Regions from separate parts of the Sus scrofa genome. Here region 1 is linked to region 2. A link is a contact called in public Hi-C data. All regions are on one chromosome and are shown on one strand. Each heading gives the region's core, a stretch centred on a gene start, on an enhancer-like site or on the middle of the called end of the contact. The rest is flanking DNA. Distances are from core to core; before and after follow the strand shown. Region 1 overlaps MAML3 (mastermind-like protein 3). Region 2 overlaps LOC110262151 (a long non-coding RNA gene).

Region 1 (5,018 bases), core at 483-2,982, 480 kb after region 2:
CCAGAGTTCTGCCATCCAGAGTTTCTCGTATTTTTCACGGCTGTGTTTGGCATCCTATTGGCACTTCAGGGTAAAATCAAATTCCCTGTCACTCTAGTGACATGAATAATCCATCCATATTAATGAAACGATCGCTGTTCCTTGCCATGCCTTTTCCTATTCTTAAACTGATTTCAAATAACACGAATCTCTCACTTTTTTGGGGAGGGGGGAGTGGATTTTCTTATTCAACTCCACTGTGGGGGGGGGGATGGGACAAAGAGATAATGGAAGGCTGGTGATGCAAAATAACTGAAAAATAATTACTGCGTTGCTCCAAACTCTGTATTATTCATCCGTGTTGCAAGAGCCCCTGTTCAGTCCCACACTTGAGTGGCAACCTCACCAATTAGCACTGCCGCTGCGGGTCTGTGAATTGCATGTGAAAACAGAATTTGTCCAGAAGTGTTCATGCAAATTGTGCAACACGAACGTGGCCTCCGTGTCAAGTCCTTTCACGTGTTCTGACAGACTCGTGTCTTTCCAGATTTCTCTGATCGGTGGGGGCCCCCCCTTGACAGTTACCAGAGCTCAGAAGCTAAAGGAAACAGCTCCTGTTGCCACAAGTACTATGTCTGTGGTGAGGTTTACGAGCTGTTCCTGCAACTGGGTTTTTGCCTCGGAAAAAAAAAAAAAAAAAAAATCTGATTTTCACTCAGATCTGGGAGAAAACAGATTAGGAAGGAAATAATAATCTGTAAATATGTAATGTTAAGGCCCCCAAACCTATTCCTTGGCCCCATGGTGCTTGAGTAGCCATTTTTCTTAGTAGAAACTTTTTGAGCATTTTAGCATGAATATATGTTTCATATTTTAAAAATTGGTATTAAGGCAAAGATACCGGAAAAGCAAAAGTGTCAGATGAAGTATGAACTTTGCTGTTATTTTATAGAGTCAGGGTGTAGCATGTCTTTGTAAATAGAGTAACTATACATTTATAAACCATTGTTTTTCCCCAATGTGAAGAAATCCCTTATCTTTCCTGAAGAGGAAATTAATTGGTTCTCTTTGAGCTCTGTTTGGAGCTGTTAGGTTGTGATTTGAGGACCCGTCTGGAGGGCCTGGACGGGAAGAAGGATGTGCCCTGGGGGCCTCAGAGGCTCCGGCAGCCACAAGCATGCCCACATTCTGTTGGCCAGTGGCACTCACCCAAAGGGAGGCCCCAAGACATGCTGTCTTCTGAGGCCAGAGACAGAAAACCAGGGTGAGCTTTCAGCCCTTAAAAATGGCTGCCAGCAAACTCTCTGGTCAGGCTGAGCCCTTCCCGCTTTTTCCCCTGCCATGCCACAGCCCACAACCTCAGAAGCACTCACTTGCAGTGGCTCAGCTTTTCAAGGCTACTTGCATTGAGACTGAAAGAAAAAAAAATGTCACCTCAGGAGTGCCTTTGATCTTTACCCCCCAAAGGTAGAGACTACAGAAAGCACAGCTTTGGCTAAGAACGTCTCCCAGCTGCACCTCCTCCTGCTTTTCGGGGATGAGGATAGAGGCGTCTGCCAGCCAGGGTTTGTTCTTGGACTTTTCTCAGCCTGCTTCTTCTCCGGCTGCATCCTGCTCCCTCCATTTCAATCATTTGCATTTATGGGTTTTGCCTCCTCTCTCCCTTGCTGTCTGCTTTTGCCCTTCAGTCCCAGACAGCCTTGTCTCGGATGCTTTTGACCTGACTTCCATTCTTTTCAGCGTCTTGCCCCTCCTCCTGGTATGCAAGTGTTCAAATGCTTAATGCCTCTGTTTTGAGGGGTGGGCCTGTTTCTCTGAGGGCCCTAAAGAGAGGGATTGGATTGGCGAAGAGACTTGTGGAGACCAGAACCAGAGACCCCAACCTAGGAAGGGGCCCAGGTGCCCTGAGCCTCAATTCCCAAGGGTTCCCTTCTGGATGAGCTGGAGGCAGTGGTACAGAGAACCCAGGAACGGAGGGAACTCAGGTACCCCAGGCCGGGGTGACCCTGGGTCTCAGCTCCCAGCCCTCCAGCTCTACCCATGCATTCCTGCTGCTCTTAACAGAGATCATGATAAAATCGTGGTGGTTGTGGGGGAACAGGACTATCACACCAGATTTTTTAAAGTTCTTCCCCACCCCACCCCCCACCGCAAATGCATTCTTTTAATGAAGGGATAATGATGCTTGGAGGAAAAAAAACCCTGTCTAAAAAGAGGAAAAGTTTCCCCACGCTCTGTACCCTCCTCCTCAGCACACAAACTCCTAAATTATATTTCCTTTCTCAGTGTGCAAACTGTGGATTTGGTTGTAACGTGTAAGATTCTCAATGGATTTTTTTTTTCCCTCCACTTACTAACGCCTTTGAAAAGCAGCCCATTCTACAGAGACCACAGTTAAGTCCTGATCGCCTGCACATTTGCAGGGCAGGGCCCGGTTCTGCTCTCAGCCCCCCTTGCTGTCCCCAGAACACAGGCCGAAAGCCTGCGGGCTGCACAGCCCGGGCTGGTTCCAAACACAGACACCCAGAGGTGGCGCTGGCCTGTGGCCCCTGAGTGAAAATAGGGACCCGGAAGCCCAGAATCCTTTGCGTGAAGCCCAACAAGAGCTGGCTTGGCCCAACAGCCCCCTCCCACTAACGCTTTCCCTGGGCCTCGGGTTACCTTTGCTTGGTCAAAGGAAGGAGAGCGATCTGTCTCTCTGCTAGTTGTTTCAGAAAAGAAAATATAATCGTAGTTTGACGCATTACTTTTGGCGGATGCACGAACAGAAGCTCTTGTGTGAGAAAGGGAGGGGGGCGGGCGGGGGAGGGGCAGGCGGAAGGAAAACAAATTGGCTGCTTGCAGAGGTCCAGTGTCAGACGTCGGAGGAATCTTGTTCCTTCAGACACTCTGGAAAAGACCATGGCAACGAGGGGCCCAGCGAGCACGCGAGGGAGACGGATGGGGAGATTTGCGGCCCCTCCCTCAGATGAGAAGACTGAACAAATCGGTGAGGCAGTGGGTTTCCCGGAGCCCCGCGGTGATTTCAGAGTCCTGCCCGCCGCACGGCCTGCTTGGCCACCTTGTCTCAATAGGGGCAGGGAGATTTTCAAAGAGAAGGTTTTTCTCAGAAGAAACGCCTAGTTTCCAAGCTACTGATAATAAAGCATATTTTTACCTGGACATATTCTTCAATCATGAATTTGCAATGGCCTGACTGGCTTTTTAGGGATTAACTATTCTATTTGAAGTGATTTTTACTCCCATCCCTAGTTGAGACTTAAAGGTTGGTGGAATAAATGCAACATCAACTATCTTAGGAAAATAGATCACACCACTTCTGTTGTAAACAAGGTTCAGCCTAAAGACCAAGAGAGATTTTGACTTCTTTTCTGACCCAGTGGAGAGCATAAACCCACTAACAGCCTTGGTGAAAATATTTAGTTAGCATATTTGCTATGAATTCTATTTGTCCTTAAAAGCTTTTAACTGGGTCACCATCTAACTTTCATTATTCTTTGTCAGGCCTTCTCGAAAAAAGTTAACTGAAACACTTAGCAGGGAGTAGAAAGTTGGGGGACCAGGTAAGAAAGCACAAAAATTTAAAGGTTTCATCTCAAAGTAATTCAGGGGCATATTTCCTGTTATTGTTTGGCATCTTCATCCCAAGGATATATTGTCAGGGCTTTGAAAATATTCACGGTGTACACCTACCATCCTATTTCCGGTTAAAAGCCAGCTTGTGTGTTTAAAATACAGTATCCTAAATTCACACGTAAATAAATTCAGTATTTAAAAAGCGGGGAGGGCAAGGAACACTGGAACAACTTACGTTCAATTGTGAAGCAGGGATCGCTGGGAAGTTCCCATTGTGGCTCAGGGGTAAAGAACCCGACCAGTGTCCTTGAGGATGTGAGTTCAATTTCTAGCCTTGCTCAGTGGGTTAAGGATCCCGTGTTGCTGTGAGCTGTGGTGTAGGTCACAGACTCAGCTTGGATATGGTATTGCTATGACTATGGTGTAGGCTGGCAGCTATAGCCCCGATTGGACCCCTAGCCTGGGAACTAACTTCCATATGCCGCAGGTGCGGCCCTAAAAAGACAAAAAAAAAAAAAAAAAAAAAAGCAGGGATCGCTGTCTCTTCCAGATTTCCAGTAGCCCGGGGAGGGCAGAGTGAGAAGAACAGCGGTCTGGGGTTCAGCGAGTGAACAGGAGGAAGTGGGGCCCCAGACACCTGCCTATATAGTGGAAAACGATGAGTTTTGTTTTTTTTTGGTTTTTTTTTTTTTTTTTTTTTTTGGCTGCACCCAAGGCATGCAGAAGTTCTCTGGCCAGACATGAACCCAAGCCACAGCAGTGACAATTCCAGGTCTTTAACTCGTTGAACCACCAGGAAGCTCCATAAGCAGTAAATTCTTATTCTTGCCAAAATATACCTTGCAGTTAAATGTGACTCTTTACTCGTCAGTTCCCATGTCAGTAAAGAAGTCTTGGCCACCTTCCCTTCTGGTCCCAGATGGATTTCTCCACTGCCTCCCAACCCTGGCTCCTCATTTTCTCCTGATCCAGCCCTGTTCTAATCTCTGCTTTACCTGACTCCAGCTTAATCTTATTAAAGTAATGCTTTTATCACTGTCGTCCCTCTAAGAGCCTGCTGTGGTTCCCTGGCTGTTGGCAAGGTCCCGCGTCTGTGCCCTACTCAGACGTGTCAGTGGTCAGACCTGCCCTGCCCTGCTAAGCTTTCCTCCTGTGTGACCTGGCACAGCCTCAGCTTGGGGCCTGCGTGCAGCCATCTTCTTCCTCGCAGATGGCTGCACCTCCCTTCTTCTCTGCTCCCTCAAATCCAAGTCTACACAAACATCGAAGCTCCCAGTCAAGTCCCCCTTATCCATGAAGCTCTTCACGGAGAATTCTGGGGCAGGTAGGACCTTTAGTGATCTCCAGGCAGAGGTCCTTATTTTACAAAGGAAACTATGAAACTCAGAGAGGTTCAGTGACTTGCCCCAGGTCTGACAATCCCTCCAACTCAGGTGTCCTGTGTCCCCCATGCCACCCCCTTT
Region 2 (5,242 bases), core at 1,636-4,135:
GATTCGACCCCTAGCCTGGGAACTTCCATATGCGGTGGATGCAACCCTAAAGAGAAAAAAGAAAAAAAAAAGATTCTTATCTCCCCAGTACAGTCTGCATACCGCTTGAGGTGCCTTAAATAGAGATGCCATGAGAATAGGTGCTGTGTAAATAGTCCTGTGACGTAGGTACTTGTGCAGTTAGCGATGTGGCATCCTTGTGCGTGGAGAAATGAGGGCCATGTGCCAGAGGTACCAGATTGAATTATGGCGACTCCTACATCTGACCAAGAGCCTACTTTAGTTGCTGTATTCCATATTTAAATTTAAGCTGCAAATGAAGAAACAGTTTTTACAACTCTAAATACACTTTCTAGTACAGAGAATGGTGACTAAAGCAAAAGCAAGAATAGCTGCTTGCACCACGATTTGAGAAAACCGACATCCAAAAATTATCGTTTGTATGTGCAAACAACCACATGAGGACAATGGAGAAGCAGTGAGTCACCAGTATTCTAGCATTTACCAGATTCCAACACAATCTGAGGGTTTTTCCAAAGACGAGATCAGATATTCTAAAATTTACAGTAAACATTACCTTTGACGTGTAACCTTCAGTTCCTATCTGAAAAATGGGCTGAATCAAAACTTTACCAAAGAGTTATAGCCCAGCTCCAATGAATGATTTCAGTACTTTCCAAAGTATTGAAATACATGGGAATAATTCTTCACGTCGGAAGAGTACTTGAGGCTTTCAAAGCACTTTCACCTACATCCTCTTATTTGATCACATTTGATTCTTACAGAATCCTTGAGGCTTGGTGTTTATAGGTGTGTGGTGGTCATATTAAAGTATCACTGAACTGGGGGTCTTTTTGGAGAGACAGGATGAATCCCTACCTGGTTGGGGAAAAAAAAAAAAAAAAAACAGATGAAAACCAGGAGATTTTGAGATCCAGACTCCCTGTTAACATGTCACATGGCTGCTGTACAAACCAAAGCTCTTAAAGTACCAAAACTCAGCAGAAAGGTTTAAGAATTGCTTACAATCCAAGTGTGTTTTCTCCTTCTCTCTGCTTTTTAGAAGACAGTTTAAAGAGAGTTAGGGAATGTTCTGGCCTTTTGTTTTGAAACCTCCTAGGCTTGTTGTCTCTTTGTCTGCAGATTGTGAGATTAGTCTCTTTGCTTTAAACAGACCGAGCAACCTTTAAGATAAGCAGGCTTCCATGATGGGTTGACTTATTTTGGATGTGCAAAGGTGTTTACTGAGCTTCTCATGTACGACTTGAAAACTCTGCTGTCTCAGTGTGACACAGCTAAGAGTTGAAAGGGAAGCGCTGTCTGCTGTAGCGTGTTTTGGAAGGCGGCAGAAGAAAAATGTCTGTTCTAGAGCATGATCAGCTAGCGGCATCTCCCCAAGGACTGTTCATGAACCTAAGAGGAAGTCTTATTCAAGTGCCCAAGGGCAAACCACCTTGTCAAGGGACCACTGAGAACAGGTTCCATATAAGATAAGAGCCAGGTTGGCACTGGGGGTGGGCATGGGTGCTCAAGCTCTGTATCCCAGGAAAAGCATTTTCAGCAAAGTTGTGGATAATTGCATAGGTTTTACATATTAACCTATCACAGCAAAATAGCAAAAATCAATGGATTAAAATGACGTTCACTTGCCCCACCCCCCAACCCCCTGCTTCTCTGTACCCTGTACAGAGGGCAGTGGGTAAAAAGGGAATAAAAAGGCTGCCACCATCAAGGAAGCTTCTGCCCACCCCACCCCCATCCTGAGTTATCACCCATTTTGTGCACACAGCTCTCTGTGTGAGGGTTTCTCCAGCCAGAACGGAGGCCACCACGAGGGCAAGCCAGTCAAGACATCAAACAGCAGGTCATAATAGAAACCAGGGCTCCGGATGCCAGGGTCCTGGCTCCATCTCTAATAATTTGTGTGCCTTTGGACAAGGCATTCTTCCTCTTTCATGTGTAAAACAAGGGGGCTGGACTAAGAGTTCTCCAAGGCTCCTAAACAGTTCCTGAAAATTAAGATCCTTTTCGTAAGGAATGTGTAGGGAGGTTGTGAAAGGAAGCATAATTATCTCTGTTAGCTGTAAAAGAACACAGTTTGGAGGTGGTGTGAAAATAATCCACAAGGAATCCTTACGATGGGATGGGAAACTACACAGAAACGTAGAATTGTGTGTGCATAACGTGAGCAGAGGTATATGAGGCAATATAAAACCGGGCTCATGTAAGAAAGACCACAGCTTAAAGCAGAAAAAGTCAGGCTTTTGAACCGAAGCTGCGCCCTATCCTTTTTACAATCTCTCCCCATGATAATGTAGCACCTTGTGCACGCAATTAAATGTCAGCCACAGAAAACATTTCCCTTGGCTTTGTTGTTCCAGAACGGGATTCTTTTGTCTTCAATATAATGGATATGCAGAAACAATGATAGAACAGAGATTTTTTTCTAAAGCGATGACAAACACACTGCTGCTTCCTCCCTCCTTTCTCCGTATCCCCACCCCCCAAAATAAATCATTGTTTAAAAAAAATTCCCATTGTCTATTGTCCACGGAGATCAAGATCTGCCTAGGAACAGCGCTGGCGGGCTCGCAGCAGCCGTGAGCAGCCGGTAGGTGGCGCACGAAGGCAGCGCAGGCGGGGGCGCTGCACAGATCCCGGTGGGAGGGGTCTCGCCGCCCCCACGCCCGCCCGCCGCCGTCTTCCACCCGCTCCTAGCGTGCTAATTGCTGGATACTCTACTGGGACTTCGGTTAGGGGAAAAGAAAGCGGGAATGGGAGGCGGGGAATCTGGTTCCGAATACACAAAAGCCTCCAGGTCCCAGGGGCCCAGGAGCAGGGCGCTCCCTCCATCGCCCACCATCCCTCTGCTCTGCTCCGCCAGGGCTGCGGCCAAAGGAGCAGACAGACGCTGGAGGGTGGGGATAGTGATCTCGGTGCAGAGCCCCACTCCCCGGTGCCTGGCGCCTGCCTAAGCCTGGATGTCTTCCTCCTCAGCTCGCTCATCCCAGGCATCAGAGCCCAAGCCTACCCCAAACGCTGTCCAGCCAGGCGTGGGGCTGCGTTCTGACTGAGGTAATGCCAACGCCAGGGACAAGCCCTGGGGCGGGCCAGGTCCCCAAGCAGCAAGATCTGGTGAGCTTCAAAGCAGGAAGATCCCATGTGTCTGCCTGGGCCTGTCTGGTGCCATCAGCAAGCCTCCTTGCAGGAGTCGGGCAGATCCTACCCCTTACGTTCACCGGCTAGCCATGTCAGGTGACAGTGAAAGGGCCACGCGGTCCTCCGACCCCCAACCTCTGTCCAGTAGAACGTGGTGTTAAGGTTTTTGATGGCTCTAAAATCAGAAGCCTGGGTTGAAACGTGAGCATTGACACCTGGGGTTTTGTGACCTTGGGGATGTTCCCCAAGCTTCCATCTCCCAGGCTATACAAATCGGCAGTAATACTTTTAGGAATGTAGCGAGGATTTTTTAAAAGTGGTACTTAACTTAGTAGGAGACCAGGCTGGAGTAACTGTTGTTATTAACAACCTGACTCCTTGGAGAGGCAGGGGAAAGGGATGCAGTTTGCTGCCCTTGAGACAGATCTCGCATCACTGTTGCCTAGACTGAGAAGGGGGCCAAGAGGAGAGCCCAGAACATCCTCAGACTGGTCACTCCCAACAGAAGATCCCAGCCATCCTTCTGCAGCCCGCGGCCACCATCCCTCTTCCGGCCCCTGAGGCTGGGCTGGGCTGTGTTAGGCCCTTCTCCTCTCCTTCCTCTCCCTTGCATATACATGTTTTCCCCTCTCCATTGGAAAGTTCTGAGACAGTGTATAAACATGGGCTTTGGAGTCAGACGCGCCCAGGTTGGAATTCTGACTCCCCATGTGCTAGCTGGGAAGTTTGGGGATATGCTATTTCATTTCCCTGGGCTGCAGTTTGCTGCTCTATAAAATGGTGGTCATGAGACCTATCTAAACCTTCCTATAAAGATGAAAGGAGCTAATGTATATAAACAGCCCAGCATGTAATAGCTGTTCAGTAAATTTTTAAGTTTACCATTGGAATTGGGTTAGATTATTTTGCAGAACATAATGAATGATCACTGGAACTTATAGAGATACCCAACAAGTTGAACCCACAAATGACTAATAATTAGCTCTTCTACTCCCTAGTCAGCAAACTTTATTTCCCTCCCAGAAAAGAGCAGAAATCAATCCAGTGAGGGCACATTCTCCCCAGAGCCACACAGGTATAACTAAGGCGCTTAACTAGGCTTATTAATGCTTTGGGGCTACCAGCTGCCCATTTTAGAGCAATACTCCATCTGGAAGGTTCTCTAGGGGTGGGCCTTGCTTTAAAGTTGCATTCGAAGCCATGGTGTGTACCTGGATGGTCAGTGACTCGCAGTATTTGTCGCATGTGTGGTGCTACCCCAAGCAGAGGTGTGGTAGGCAGGGCATGACACTGAGCCACTCCTACCTGAGGCAGGCAGGTCAGGAACTGTTGATGCTTCTCTAAAAGGACACTTGGGCATTTCAATGTGCATCAGATTTGTGTAACTTTTGGGAGAAGCTCAGGTATTGGGAAGACCTTCCCAGGAGCACAGTAGGCAGCCTTGGTAGCCAACCTCCACGGTGGCCCCCCAGGACTCTTGCCTCCTGATATTCATGCCCTAGTGTCGTCCCCTCCCTGTTAAGCAGGGCTGGCCTGTGCAACCAAGGGTATATTGCAAAATCAGTGTGTGACCTACAAGACCGGCACATAGAAGACATTGTGACTTTCATTTTGCTCTCTCCTGTATCACTTACTGTGGGGAAGCTGGCCACCAATGCCAAGAGAGCACTTAAGTGGCTATTCAGAGTGGTCTGTGCATCAAGGAGCTGAGACCTTCTGCCATCAGCTGGCACCAGCCTCCCAGCCCTGTGAGCAAATCCTCTTGGATGAACTGGGTTCCCTGGCCCCAATCAAGCCTTCAGATGACTGTAGTCCTGGCCGATATCTTGACCTCATGAGAGACCCTGAACCAAAAACACACCCTTAAGCCACTCCTGAATTCCTGATTCGTAGAAAACTCTGAGATAAAAAGCATGTAAGCCTGGAGTTCCCATTGTGGTACAGCGGAAACGAATTCAACTAAGAACCATGAGGTTGCGGGTTCGATCCCTGGCCTCGCCCCTCGCTCAGTTGGTTAAGGATCCGGCATTGCCCTGAGCTGTGGTGTAGGTCACAGACACGGCTCGGATCTGGCCTTGCTGTA

What was found. Hi-C and Micro-C count contacts between places; a contact is called where the count stands out from the background.
Region 1: a contact with region 2 is called in a Hi-C map of epiblast stem cells, with 1.8 times the contacts expected there. The contact joins two enhancer-like sites. A contact is called at or near these places in 7 of 47 Hi-C or Micro-C datasets (embryonic fibroblasts, epiblast stem cells, liver and 2 more) and 2 of 2 datasets of contacts at active chromatin or transcription factors (alveolar macrophages and skeletal muscle).

The regions. Positions count from the first base shown.
Region 1 is chr8:87,274,324-87,279,341 of Sscrofa11.1, forward strand. The region is part of intron 4 of MAML3 (mastermind-like protein 3); the gene reads left to right. Among named protein-coding and RNA genes, the nearest start is that of MGST2, 120 kb to the right of the region's middle. Within about 2 kb of position 1,733, at least 7 of the 83 cell types and tissues checked have an H3K27ac peak or open chromatin away from gene starts, as enhancers often do. A contact at or near this core is called in epiblast stem cells, where this site is marked.
Region 2 is chr8:86,797,481-86,802,722 of Sscrofa11.1, forward strand. All of the region lies in intron 3 of LOC110262151 (a long non-coding RNA gene), which reads left to right. Among named protein-coding and RNA genes, the nearest start is that of MAML3, 79 kb to the right of the region's middle. Within about 2 kb of position 2,886, at least 34 of the 83 cell types and tissues checked have an H3K27ac peak or open chromatin away from gene starts, as enhancers often do. A contact at or near this core is called in epiblast stem cells, where this site is marked.